Regions from separate parts of the Sus scrofa genome. Here all the other regions are linked to region 4. Evidence: chromatin contacts called from public HiChIP or PLAC-seq and promoter capture Hi-C data. All regions are on one chromosome and are shown on one strand. Each heading gives the region's core, a stretch centred on a gene start, on an enhancer-like site or on the middle of the called end of the contact. The rest is flanking DNA. Distances are from core to core; before and after follow the strand shown. Region 1 holds the start of PIP4K2A (phosphatidylinositol-5-phosphate 4-kinase type 2 alpha). Region 2 holds the start of MSRB2 (methionine-R-sulfoxide reductase B2, mitochondrial). Region 3 holds the start of ARMC3 (armadillo repeat-containing protein 3). Region 4 holds the start of DNAJC1 (dnaJ homolog subfamily C member 1).

Region 1 (2,700 bases), core at 102-2,601, 640 kb before region 4:
TGGTTGAGGCCGGGGGAACAGATAACATTTTGGACAACAGTATGAAGCAAGAGAGTAAGAGGACTTTGGGGCAACCCTTATGTTTAAGAACAAAGGAGCAAAGGAAGGTGACCCCGAGATCTGTCACTTCCTACCCCTTGAGACTCAAGCTCCGCTCCGTAAGGCATAAGGGTCTGTCATCCTGTCTTTCCCTGACAGAAGCAAGCAGATTGCTAGGCACACAGCAGGAAACCACTGCATTTGGGGGAGTAACAATGACAGTAGACATATAATCTTGCCGGGTAGCCTGAATAGGGTAAGTGCCTAGACCAGGATGCTGGTTACTGGAGAAGATACAGGGACAGCAGATTTTTAGACATGCTTGGAAAGGCAGCTTCCTGAGGTGAGTCAGGTGTTCCTAGCATTCAGAAGGGCTAAATTTAGGTGTACGTGGATGAAGACAATGGAAAGATTTCCGTGGAAGGTGAGTGGAACGGATAAAAAGAAGAGATGTAGGAAACCTCGGAGGATTTGACGTAGAAGGTGCAATTTGGGGCAGGATTCTCTGGGCCAAACCAAAGGCTCTGGATGAGGCATGCAGGGTCCTGTCCCTGGCGACCGTGAGTTGTGGTGGGAAAGACAGTCCCGGGGGTTGGGTGAGCGTCTCCCTTCTGCATGCGCGTGGGAAGGCCCAAGTTCAGGGTTCAAAAGGCTCGATGGTTAAAAGCACAAAGGGATTAATAAATTCATTGCAGGGCTCCTTTGGGAGGAGGCCAACAATGTGTCCAGGTCCGTTTCCCCGGTGCTAGGGAAGCTCTGGTCTCCACCAGGGTTTCAGATCTCTCTAGGTCTCCCGATTCTTGGCACCGGAGAGCGGCGGTGCCCCGAGCCTCCTTCCTTAGCCTCACCACCGCCTCTGGGGTCTCCTCTCCTCCGACCTCCCCATTGCCTCCACCCCTTCCTCTTTTTCTCCCGGGCAGAAGGGGACGCCCTGCGGGAGTCCTCACGCTCCCTGCGCCGCATGCCCACCCCGCGGCCTCCTCAGCCGGCGGGGAGCGTCCGCCCCGAGCTCGCCGGCGTCCCCCGGGCCGCGGAGCCCGGGCAGGAGCTGGAGCGCGAGGGCGCAGCTTAACGGTCCCGCGGCCGCGCCCCGCGCCCCGCCCGGCGGCGCCGCAGCTGCTGCCCGCCCGCCCCCTGCGTCATGACGCCGGCGCCCAACGCGGAAGCCGCTCGCGGCGCGCCTGGTCCAGCCGCGGGCTGAGCGCGGAGCCGCGGCGGGCGCGGGATCCCGGCCGGGGCGCGAGCCGAGCACAGCCTCCCTCTCCAGCCGGGCCGAGCGGGCACTGCGGGCGGAGCGGGGCGAGCGCGCCAGTGGGCGCAGCGGACACAGAGCGCCGGGGCCGCCGCCGGGGGGGATGCGGCTGCCTCCCCGGGCCGGCGTGTAGAGAGGGCGGGTCCCCGGCCTCGGGAGCGCGGCGGTGGAGGGGACAGAGGCGGCGGCCATGGCGACCCCCGGCAACCTGGGGTCCTCCGTCCTGGCGAGCAAGACCAAGACGAAGAAGAAGCACTTCGTAGCGCAGAAAGTGAAGCTCTTTCGGGCCAGCGATCCGCTGCTCAGCGTCCTGATGTGGGGGGTAAACCACTCGGTAAGGACTCGGGCTGCGGCGCGCAGTCCCTTTCCTCCTCCTCCTCTTCCTCCCCTCTCCCCTCCTCCTCCCGCTGCAGCTGCTGCGGGGCTGGGAGCCCGAGCGGGGCCCCAGCCTTCGGGCTGCTAGCCTTCTGGGGCTGCCCGCTAGCCGAAGCGCCTCGGTGGCCGCAGCCCCGCGCAGCGCGCCAGCCCCTCGGGGGCCGCCCGGGCGCCACTTGGATCCCCTTTGGACCTAGGGCTGGATGTAGGACAAGGGTCCCATCTGCATTTTGAGCTCTGCGGCCGGTACCATTGTCGCCCCCAGTCCGTCCGTCCGCTCGCTGGCGGATCTGTCCCCGGAGCCCAGGAACTGGGAAGTTTGTGCGGGGCACGACTCCGCCTGGGCTATCACCCCAGCGGGGGCTGCTGGGGTCGGAGTCCTGGCGATCGCTTCCTCTGCGGGGGCGGCCCGATCCTCCGTGATTCTGCAGGTGTACCTGTCCGAGGCTAGGGAGCGCCTGGCGGCAACCCCGCACGGGGGACAGGGGTGAGAATACTGGAGATCGGGGAGCTTGGGCAGCGGCTTGGTGCTTAGGTCCTTTTTTTTTTTTTTTTTTTTTTACCTTTAAAGGCGATATTCTTGGACACAAGAAATCTTTTTGGCAAAGAAAAAGCCAGTGTAAATATGGCACTGGGGTTTAGCATCTTCCTCTGCTCCTCTCCCGCATCGCACTGCCGCTCTGCCTGCTGAAGAGCTGCTTGGCGGGGAGTCTTGCTCCCCACACCTCCTCCCCCACCTTGGGGAGCCAGGCCGAAGTCCCCGACTGCGGAAGGCGGCCTGGGGATGACTTCGGGAGCGGGGGTTGGGGGTAGGTCTCGCCGGGAGCGATGGAAGGCGGTCTTGAGTTGATTGCATCCGTTTGGGGGGTTTGTTTCAAAGGTTGGAGAGGACGCTTGGAAAGGTTAGCCTAACACACACAGCCAGAGGTGCTGAAGATGCGCGGCTGCGGGCTCTGCGGACTGCGGTTTGAGGGTCCGAAATAGCCTCCTGCCGACCTTACCGGGAGAAACTCTTGCAGTTTTAATCTCCTTAG
Region 2 (2,700 bases), core at 113-2,612, 950 kb before region 4:
TTTTATTTATTTACCACTACATTTTGAAAACATCAGGGGATAGAAAGAATTCCACTTGACGGGGTCCATCTTCAGCAGAGATAGGTATCTTTAAATGGCCTCAGCGGACACATGACAGTTGGATTCAGAGATAGTATGCTGGGTAGTCGACCAAAAAGCAAATCGACACGGGGAACTGGATTCCCCTGCAATGTATCTGAAATTCGGGGCCAGCTGACACAGGTCTCCACAGATGACTCCGTCCTAAAGGATGAAATGTAAACGGACCCCAATCCCACAGAGCAGCAAAAGACATTTTGTAGAAAATACACGCTCTTTTCCCTGTTCCGAACCTCAGCCAATGACTAACGGTATCAGGTTAAAGGGGGAACCGATTACAAGCCCACACGCAACTGTGGGTCCTGGAAACACAGGAACACAGAGCAGAGAGGAAGCAGACCCACGGGAATGCAAAGTCTGCACTGTCTGCTTCTCATACGCGAGAAGCACCAGACATAACTGGAAGAGGGGGACCGTGCAACAGATCAGGGGCCGTAATAGCAGAGAGAGCGCAGGTCGAGCCGCTGGCCCAACACCGAGGTTCTTCACCGGGAGGTTCCTGATCCGGAGCCTGACATTTAATGCAAAAAGAAAAAAAAAAGAAAAAAAAAGTGCACGTTTGAGGAAACGACCGATTATTTTCAAATTCTCAGAGGGGTCAGTGAGCCCCCGTCCACGTCCCTTCGAGCTTACAGCTCGCTTGCTCAGCCGGTGGGCGGGCAGGGGCGCCCCAAAGGAGCTTCTCGAGGAAGGAATTGCCAGGTTCAGAACCAGAACTTGGGCCCCCAAGTCCCAGGGAGTGAGGGGAACCCAAAAGCCGGGAGATGGCGGCGGGGACTGCGTCCTACCTGCGTCTCCGGTTCCGACCTTCGGGCTGAGGCCGCCATTGTCGGCACGACCCCACACTGCCCGCGAGAGCACCTCTCGGAAGGGTAAGCCCGGGCCCGCGCGGAAGAAGCGCGCCATGACGCTGCTGCGCACGCCGGGACCTGCCCACACCCGAGGCCCAGCCCACACGTCAGGCTCCGACCCCTCCCCACCCTCACTCAGCCCCTCCTGTCCTCGCTCCCGCCCGCCCCTGTTTTTCTTTTCTTCCCCGCGTTCTTTCCCACCACCTGCACCCCTCTTCCTAACCCCATTAGTGCTCCTGCCCCTACCCGCCCTTCTTGGCCTTCTCCCGCCCACCTTTGCCTATATAGCCACCTGCCTCCCTGCGATCTTCTCCCCCGCCCCGCAACAGCTCTGTGACTCTCTCGCAGCTCCTCCCCTGATCCCTTGCAGCTCCTCCCCTCTTCCCGCCCCACAACATCCCCCCCCCATAGTTGGTTACTTTTCTAGAATTGTATGCCTTGAATTGCATAGTCTTGAATATTTTGTCTGGCTTCTTTCTTTCGGAATAGTTATTTTTATACTCCTTCTTGCTCTTGCGTGTAACAATTTTTCATTCATTGTTAGTGCTGAGTACTTTTCTGGGTATACCACAATGTATCTAGTCATGTGTTGACAGATATGTGGTTCGGTCCCAATTTTTCCTTATTAGAAACAAAGCTGCTAGGAACATTTCTGTACAATTCTTTGTATGGATATGTGCTTTCCTTTTTTTTTTTTTCTTTTCTTTTTTTTTTCTTTTGAGGGGTCACCAACCAGCCGTATAAGAAAGTTCCCAGGCTAAGGATGAAATCCGAACTACAGCCAGGTTCTCACCCACTGAGGGAGGCTAGGGATCACACCTGCATCCTCATGGATACTAGTCAGGTTCTCTTCTGCTGTGCCATGACAGGAACTCCTGATATGTACTTTCCTTTTGAAAAGGAGCAGGAGGATATGTATGGTCCTTCCCTCCCATGTTCGCTGCCTGCCTTTTATCTGTAGAAGAACTTTAGCCAAAGAGTAAGTTTAATCAGAAGTGAGAAAATACAGAGGCAAAGGAAAGCAAACAGGACGAAACAATAATAGTTTAGTTGGTAAGCAAACTCAAGGACCTTTTTTAGTTTGACCTTCTTGAGATAGTTCCTTTTCAACGGCTATAGACAAAGTTCTGAGCCATGTCCTGTGAGGGATCTTGTAGATACTGAAACCCCAAGCAGGTGGAAGAAGTCAATTGTATGACCAGACTGCAGCCATGACATAAACTGCCACAATTCTAAGAACTAGCCTCAAGGAAATGAGCACAAACCCACCTTGGATTTGAGGATGAACTGTGCTTAAAATAATCAAGATGTCACTGATCAGACCAGTGCATGACCAATTTCAAGATGACTGTCAGAGCTGACTGCTGTTTCTGCATGTAGCCCCCTCTCTCCAGCCATAAAAGCTCTTGCCCACTAATTGTCATTGGGGGGAAGTCCGCCTTTGGACAAGAACCTCTCACCCCTGCCACCGGGTGCCAGACTCTGAAGCAAAGCAAACTTTCCTTCCCACCAACCTCGCCTCTTTATTGGCTTTAGATTGGTGAGCCAGGTGGAAGCCCACTTTTTGTAACAGGTTTTGGCGCCCACGTGGGGCTGCCGCGCTCTCGCGACATCTGGCTCCCCGGGTTTTCAAGCAGAGCCGCGGCCATGTCAGCGCCGGAATCGACGTGACGTGCCTGCTGCTCCCTGCTCCTGGCTAGCTGGCCCCCAGAGGGGGATTTGGGGGACATTCCTAGCAGCTCCGGAAACC
Region 3 (2,700 bases), core at 168-2,667, 810 kb before region 4:
AGCATGTCATTGGTGATAATATTTGAAAATCTACCATCTAGCCAGTCCCCTATGTTGAGCATTTGTCTCCAACTTTCTGGAATTAAGGACAAGGCTGCAAATGAACATCCTTAGACATAAAATCTTCATCCACATCTGCAGCTGTTTAAGATAAATCCCTAGCAGTAAAGTAACTGGGTGAAAAGGTATGAAAGTCATGGCATTGGACATGAAAACAATCTGCTTTGTGTATCTTCTTGATTATTGGAGAGGAGTCACATTTTTTCGTGAATTCATTGATCTACTTTGTGACCTGTCAGCTTATTTGATCTTAAATGTTTTCTAATGAGAGATTTATTTGGAGGAGAAGGGCTAGAACAACTGGTGACCCACTTTTTGAGTTGATCAGTCAAATGACGGAATCTTAGACCCTCAAATCCTATTCCTGGGCTTTTTTATCACTTGTTAAGTAGGAGGCAGCGGGCACTCTTATGAAATCCATCGGGACCCCAGCCTAAAACTGCAGGTGTAAGACAGGAACCCGCAGGTCTTCACACCCTTTTCCTTCAGTTGCCCCAGACGCCCCCACCCGCGGGGCACCTTCTTGTTCCCCAAGTATTTGCTGAGACCTCTGCCCTGGGCCTCTCCAAAACGCGGGGTAGCTGTGCAGCCGTCCATCTGCCTTTACCTGCAGGGAGATCCCGCCGAGCCCTGGCTCCTGAGACCTGGCCAACTGCACCTGTCGCCGCCAGTGTCCCAGTCCTAGTTCACCGTTGTGCCTCGTTGCTAGGCAACAGGGGGCCGCGCCTGCGCAATCCGCGCCTGCTTGCGCCTCCTTCCTCCTAGCTGGCGCCCAGCTTTCCGCGGTGCCTATTGTCCTGCTGCCGGTAGAGGCTGGTAGCTGAAGAGCCGTGTGCATCCTCGGTTCTTGAGGCCTGGGCTTTGGGGCAGGATAGACAGTGAGAATCCTACCCTTCCTAGTTGTTGAGGGCCAGCCCTAGTGACAACGGTAAATCAGGAAGGAGGCAGCACCGTCTCAGCTCTGGCCAGGGAGCTGGCTCTGGATTCACGTATTCTCCGCTGCCCCTGCGTCTTCCCAGCCACATGTCTCAGCGAGAGTCTGTGCGGTTGACTTCCACGTCGCCACTTTATGCCTGGTTTGCGCCGAGCTGCATTGCCGACTTTGCTGTCACCGCAGAACGTACCATGTCCCTTCAAAACCTTCCGCTTACATCTTTGCTTCCTCTTTCTGCCATCCCTCCCAGTAGCCCAGAACCTCAGGTTTCCTGCTGCCTCCTCCACCCCCAACGCCAATCAGCATTGAAGTTAATTGGCCAGCCACTTTTTGTCCCCTCTCTATTCCCTCTCTTAAATCTTTACTGTCACCCCAGTGCAGGTCATCATTTTTGATCTTCTAAGTGATGACGTCGGTTTCTCTCTTTCCCGTTCTGTCTTGGTACCACAGGTAAACCTTCCAGAGATTACTGCCCTCCTCATGCCACGCCCTTACTCCACTTCAGTGGCTTCCTAAAATAAGGTCTAAACTCATTAGCCTGGTTTTCAAAGCCATCTGCCCCACTGCTTTTCTACCTGTGCAGCTCACTGCTTTCCCACAGCACAAGCCCCAAACTTACTGTTTTCCCCAAATTGTCCATGCTTTTCTCTTCTAAATTTTTGCTCACTCTTTTCCTTGTCATTTCAGCTATTCAAATATTAAGAATCTATCATTTGCCAAGTCATGTGTGGCTTGTACAGCTCCTGGAATATTCTATTATTTCTGCTTAATGAAGTCCAGCTCAAATGCCATCTTCAAAAAATACTCTTCGATTTTTTGCTAAAAAAAAAAAAATCTCTCCCTCTCCTGAATTCCCCTAACGGTTTTTGAACTCCCTACCTACCTGTCCCTCTTCCCCACCCAGTCCTAAGAGTGTTAGATGTTTCTTACCATTTCTTCTTTCCTATCCTTTTATGTCCTCTTCATACCTTTTGAATGACCTGATAAACAGCTTTATACAAATGTAACGTTCTTTGTATTAGATTTTGTATAGTCAAATAACAGATGATTTCTGTCTTCCTATTGGAACTTGAATAATACATGCCTGTATCTTCAGCCTCTCTCTTCCTGTCAGTTTATGAATACTGTGAACTCTATCATTTGCCTCATACAAAAAGCAAAAACAAAATCTCTTTGAACCTGTATCTCCTTCTAGTATCATTCTATTTTTCTCTTTCTCTTCTGGACCATGAGTTTCTGCAAAAGCAGCCTGCATTTGATACTTTCGCATTTTTAACATACCTTCACTTTTCAAACCACAGTGATTCGGTTTGGTCCTGCCACTAAAAGTACCCAAACTTGTTGTCTGTTTCTTAGTCTTCATCTTTTTTGACATCACTGCTGCAAATAATACTCCTGATGACATCTCATTCTGGAAACATCTTCTGTGGTCTTCTTGATACCACTTACCTTTGATCTTCCTCCTGCTTTCATGGCCATTATTTAGCTTGATTGCCTGCCTTCCTGCCTCCCTCCCTTCCTCCCTCCCTCCCTTCCTCCTTTCCTTCCTTCCTTCCTCTCTCCCTTCCTTTCCTTTATTTCTTTTCATTCACTGCACCTGTAACATATGGAAGTTCCCAGGCCAGGGACTGAATCCAAGCCGCATATGAGACTTATGGTGCAGCTGCAGCAATGCTGTACCTTTAACCCACTGCACCGGGCCCAGG
Region 4 (2,700 bases), core at 54-2,553:
TATTTAAAAATACTTCTAGGGAGTTCCCTTCGTGGCTCAGTGGTTAACGAATCTGACTAGGAACCATGAGGTTGCAGGTTCGATCCCTGGCCTTGCTCAGTGGGTTAAGGATGTGGCATTGCTGTAATCTGTGGTGTACGTTGCAGACGAGGCTCGGATCCCACGTTGCTGTGGCTCTGGTGCAGGTCGGTGGCTACAGCTCCGATTAGACCCCTAGCCTGGGAACCTCCATATGCCGTCAGAAGCAGCCCTGGAAAAGTCAAAAAGACAAAAATAAATAAATAAAAATACATCTAAAACTGCAATAATAGAAGGATTTCTTCAGTAAGATTTACTTCCTGGATGCTGTTTTTGTAAACTTTGTCAAACATAATATATTCTTGCCATGAGAGCAAAAGTAGCTTTATCATTATCCCATGGAACTAAATTCAGCTGGTGGAATCTCAGAAGGGAAAAGCATAAGATCAAACTCAAAACTGGTCAAGCATCCTGAGTTATACAGCATTTTTTCCTTCCCTTCTGCTTCCTTATCAAGAGTAGGGAGTCAGAAAGGAGAAATGTGAGAAAGCTTTGAAGAAAATAAGATTGACATAAGAGAAAGCGATAGTCGTGGAAGAAAAAAAAAAAAAAACGACTTAAAAATAGAGTGGGAAGTGAGACACTGATGGGAAAGAGTGGGGGTTTTTAGCCTAATGTCTTTAAAAACAGACATCAGTTGGGAAAGGAACCCCAGTTGGAAAGCTGCTGAAATGGATACACTACACTTCCCTTAAGACTGTGTGACTTAATGACTTAGCCAGGTTTATTAATTTCTAATTAATTTCTATCAGGCTACCTGTTTTATGGTATTATGCCTGTAAACCTTAATTCATAATTAGAAGTTTACTTTTTGTCTTGGTTCAAATTTAATGTCTTCTTCACCTCTCTCAAGAGGATATTTTATTCTGTAGATCTGCCCCTTTTAGGCCCTGCGTTCAGTTCCTTCTCTTTGCAGATGGAATATTGAAATGTATGCAACAGAGGCTGTAATCAATTAATCAGTCCTCAAACGTGCTTTTAGTTTTGGTAGCGTAAGAAAGTAGCTGCTTCAAAGATACTTGGGATGTTCCAGGTAGATGTGCGATGTCCACAACTACCCACGTCTCTTAATCTGTGTCAATACACGTAGAACTTCTCCAGCGCGCCACGACGAGAGGCACTTCTCCAAGGCCCAGGTCTGGGGCACCGGCTTCCCTACTTCCGGCCCCGCCCCCTCTCCGGAGGTTGCTAGGAGACGTGATGTCACCGGAAGCGAGGCCTGGGATAGGCTGAGGCGAGGGGAAGCCTCTCCCCCGAGCAACCTCAGCTCCCGGCGCTGGCTTTCCAGCTGTCTGTAGGCCTGGGTGAAGGGTAAGGGTCCGCGAAGGGTGGAGCTGACCGCGGCCCCTCCCGCTCTCCCGCCGCTGTGTCCGTCCGCTCCCGCCGCCCCTGCCCTCCATCCAGGACCGGCCGTGGGGCGGGCGACTTCGCGGCGGCTGCCGGTGCTCCTAACTGAAAGGCACTGTTTCCACAGCCCGCGCTGTCCGCCACGTCCCCGGTCTCGGCCGACGGCGCTGCGCGGCGGGTGACCTCTCCGAGCCCGGCGCGATGACGGCTCCTTGCTCCCGGCTGGCCCGGCTTCCTCCGCGCCGCCGGCTCCGGCTCTTGCCGTTCCCGCCGCCGCTGCTGTTGCTGCTGCTGGCGGCCGCGGGCCCCGCGCGCGGCTGGGAGAGCGGAGACCTGGAGTTGTTTGACTTGGTGGAGGAGGTGCAGCTCAACTTCTACCAGTTCCTCGGGGTGCAGCAGGTAAGCGGGGCCACCCGCCCGCCCGAGGGCTGCGCGTTGGGACAGAAACCTGCCGGTCCCGGCGGAAAGGAGGGGGTGGGGCGGACTGTGACCCCGATTCCTCCGCGGGAGCCGGGCATGCGGGGCAAGACTTGGCCATCCCGGGTTCGGCTGCCGTCCTCAGTCCGACCCACCGGGGTCTCCTCGTAACCAGCCTCAGAGGGAATGGCCTGCCTTCCCCAATTCCTCACCGCCCGGCTCCCCTTCTCAAGTTCCGGTCTCAGTGACAGGCTGGAGGTGCCACCAGCCTGGGGTAGGGACCCTTCTCTTTTTCTCTGCCATTCTGGGGAGATTTTTGCGCCAAGCTTTGCTGGAGGAACAAGGAAGAGTGGCGTGGGTAAATCTTTTACTCTTTCCTTTCCTGCCGCGTGAATGTGGGAAAGAGTAGTCGTGTCTCTAAATTTTCATTTTCCCAATTGCACTTATCTGTCTTGTAGCAGCCTCCTTTCCTCTGCCTTTCCGGGAAGGTGGGAATGCATTTTGGTTGGTGTCTGGATGGCAGAAGTTGTTCGTTCTTGCCTAAGTTTGGAATCTATTTAGCCTGTTGGATAGGGTTTGTAGCACAGTTTAGAAATCTGGAGAAACTTGAAACCCCTGCGGTATTGGTCCTGGAATTCGTAGAAGGAGCTCTCGAGTGTTCCGGGACGGTGGAGGCACCTGGGGGGCTCCGGCAAGAGAAGCCCGACCAGTAGCGCAGGATCTTTGTCTTTTTCTTTTCCTTTCGTTTCGTTCTTTTTGGCTTGAGACTTTAACTGGTAACATCCGTTTGTTACTCTGCTTACACCCCGGGAGTGGTGAATGAGAGTGGATATTCCGTCTCTGAATCCTCCTGACAAG

The links. Promoter capture Hi-C pulls out the DNA fragments that hold promoters and counts their contacts. HiChIP or PLAC-seq counts read pairs in DNA pulled down with a chosen protein or histone mark.
Region 1: a contact with region 4 is called in an H3K27ac HiChIP or PLAC-seq map of alveolar macrophages. The contact joins the promoter of PIP4K2A here to the promoter of DNAJC1 in region 4. A contact is called at or near these places in 1 of 47 Hi-C or Micro-C datasets (embryonic fibroblasts) and 2 of 2 datasets of contacts at active chromatin or transcription factors (alveolar macrophages and skeletal muscle).
Region 2: a contact with region 4 is called in an H3K27ac HiChIP or PLAC-seq map of skeletal muscle, with 5 times the contacts expected there. The contact joins the promoter of MSRB2 here to the promoter of DNAJC1 in region 4. A contact is called at or near these places in 2 of 5 promoter capture datasets (fetal liver and liver) and 1 of 2 datasets of contacts at active chromatin or transcription factors (skeletal muscle).
Region 3: a promoter capture Hi-C map of liver shows a contact between it and region 4, with 5 times the contacts expected there. The contact joins the promoter of ARMC3 here to the promoter of DNAJC1 in region 4. A contact is called at or near these places in 2 of 5 promoter capture datasets (fetal skeletal muscle and liver) and 1 of 2 datasets of contacts at active chromatin or transcription factors (alveolar macrophages).

What each region holds. Positions count from the first base shown.
Region 1 is chr10:52,223,182-52,225,881 of Sscrofa11.1, forward strand. PIP4K2A (phosphatidylinositol-5-phosphate 4-kinase type 2 alpha) reads left to right here and starts at 1,352. Exons shown (of 10, transcript NM_001195781.1): 1 at 1,352-1,625. The coding sequence starts at 1,482.
Region 2 is chr10:51,909,363-51,912,062 of Sscrofa11.1, forward strand. MSRB2 (methionine-R-sulfoxide reductase B2, mitochondrial) reads right to left here and starts at 1,363. Exons shown (of 6, transcript XM_005668153.3): 1 at 1,225-1,363; 2 at 888-1,028. The coding sequence starts at 1,348.
Region 3 is chr10:52,048,650-52,051,349 of Sscrofa11.1, forward strand. ARMC3 (armadillo repeat-containing protein 3) reads right to left here and starts at 1,418. Exons shown (of 19, transcript XM_013980262.2): 1 at 668-1,418.
Region 4 is chr10:52,861,510-52,864,209 of Sscrofa11.1, forward strand. It overlaps DNAJC1 (dnaJ homolog subfamily C member 1), which reads left to right and starts at 1,304. Exons shown (of 12, transcript XM_005668160.2): 1 at 1,304-1,824. The coding sequence starts at 1,627.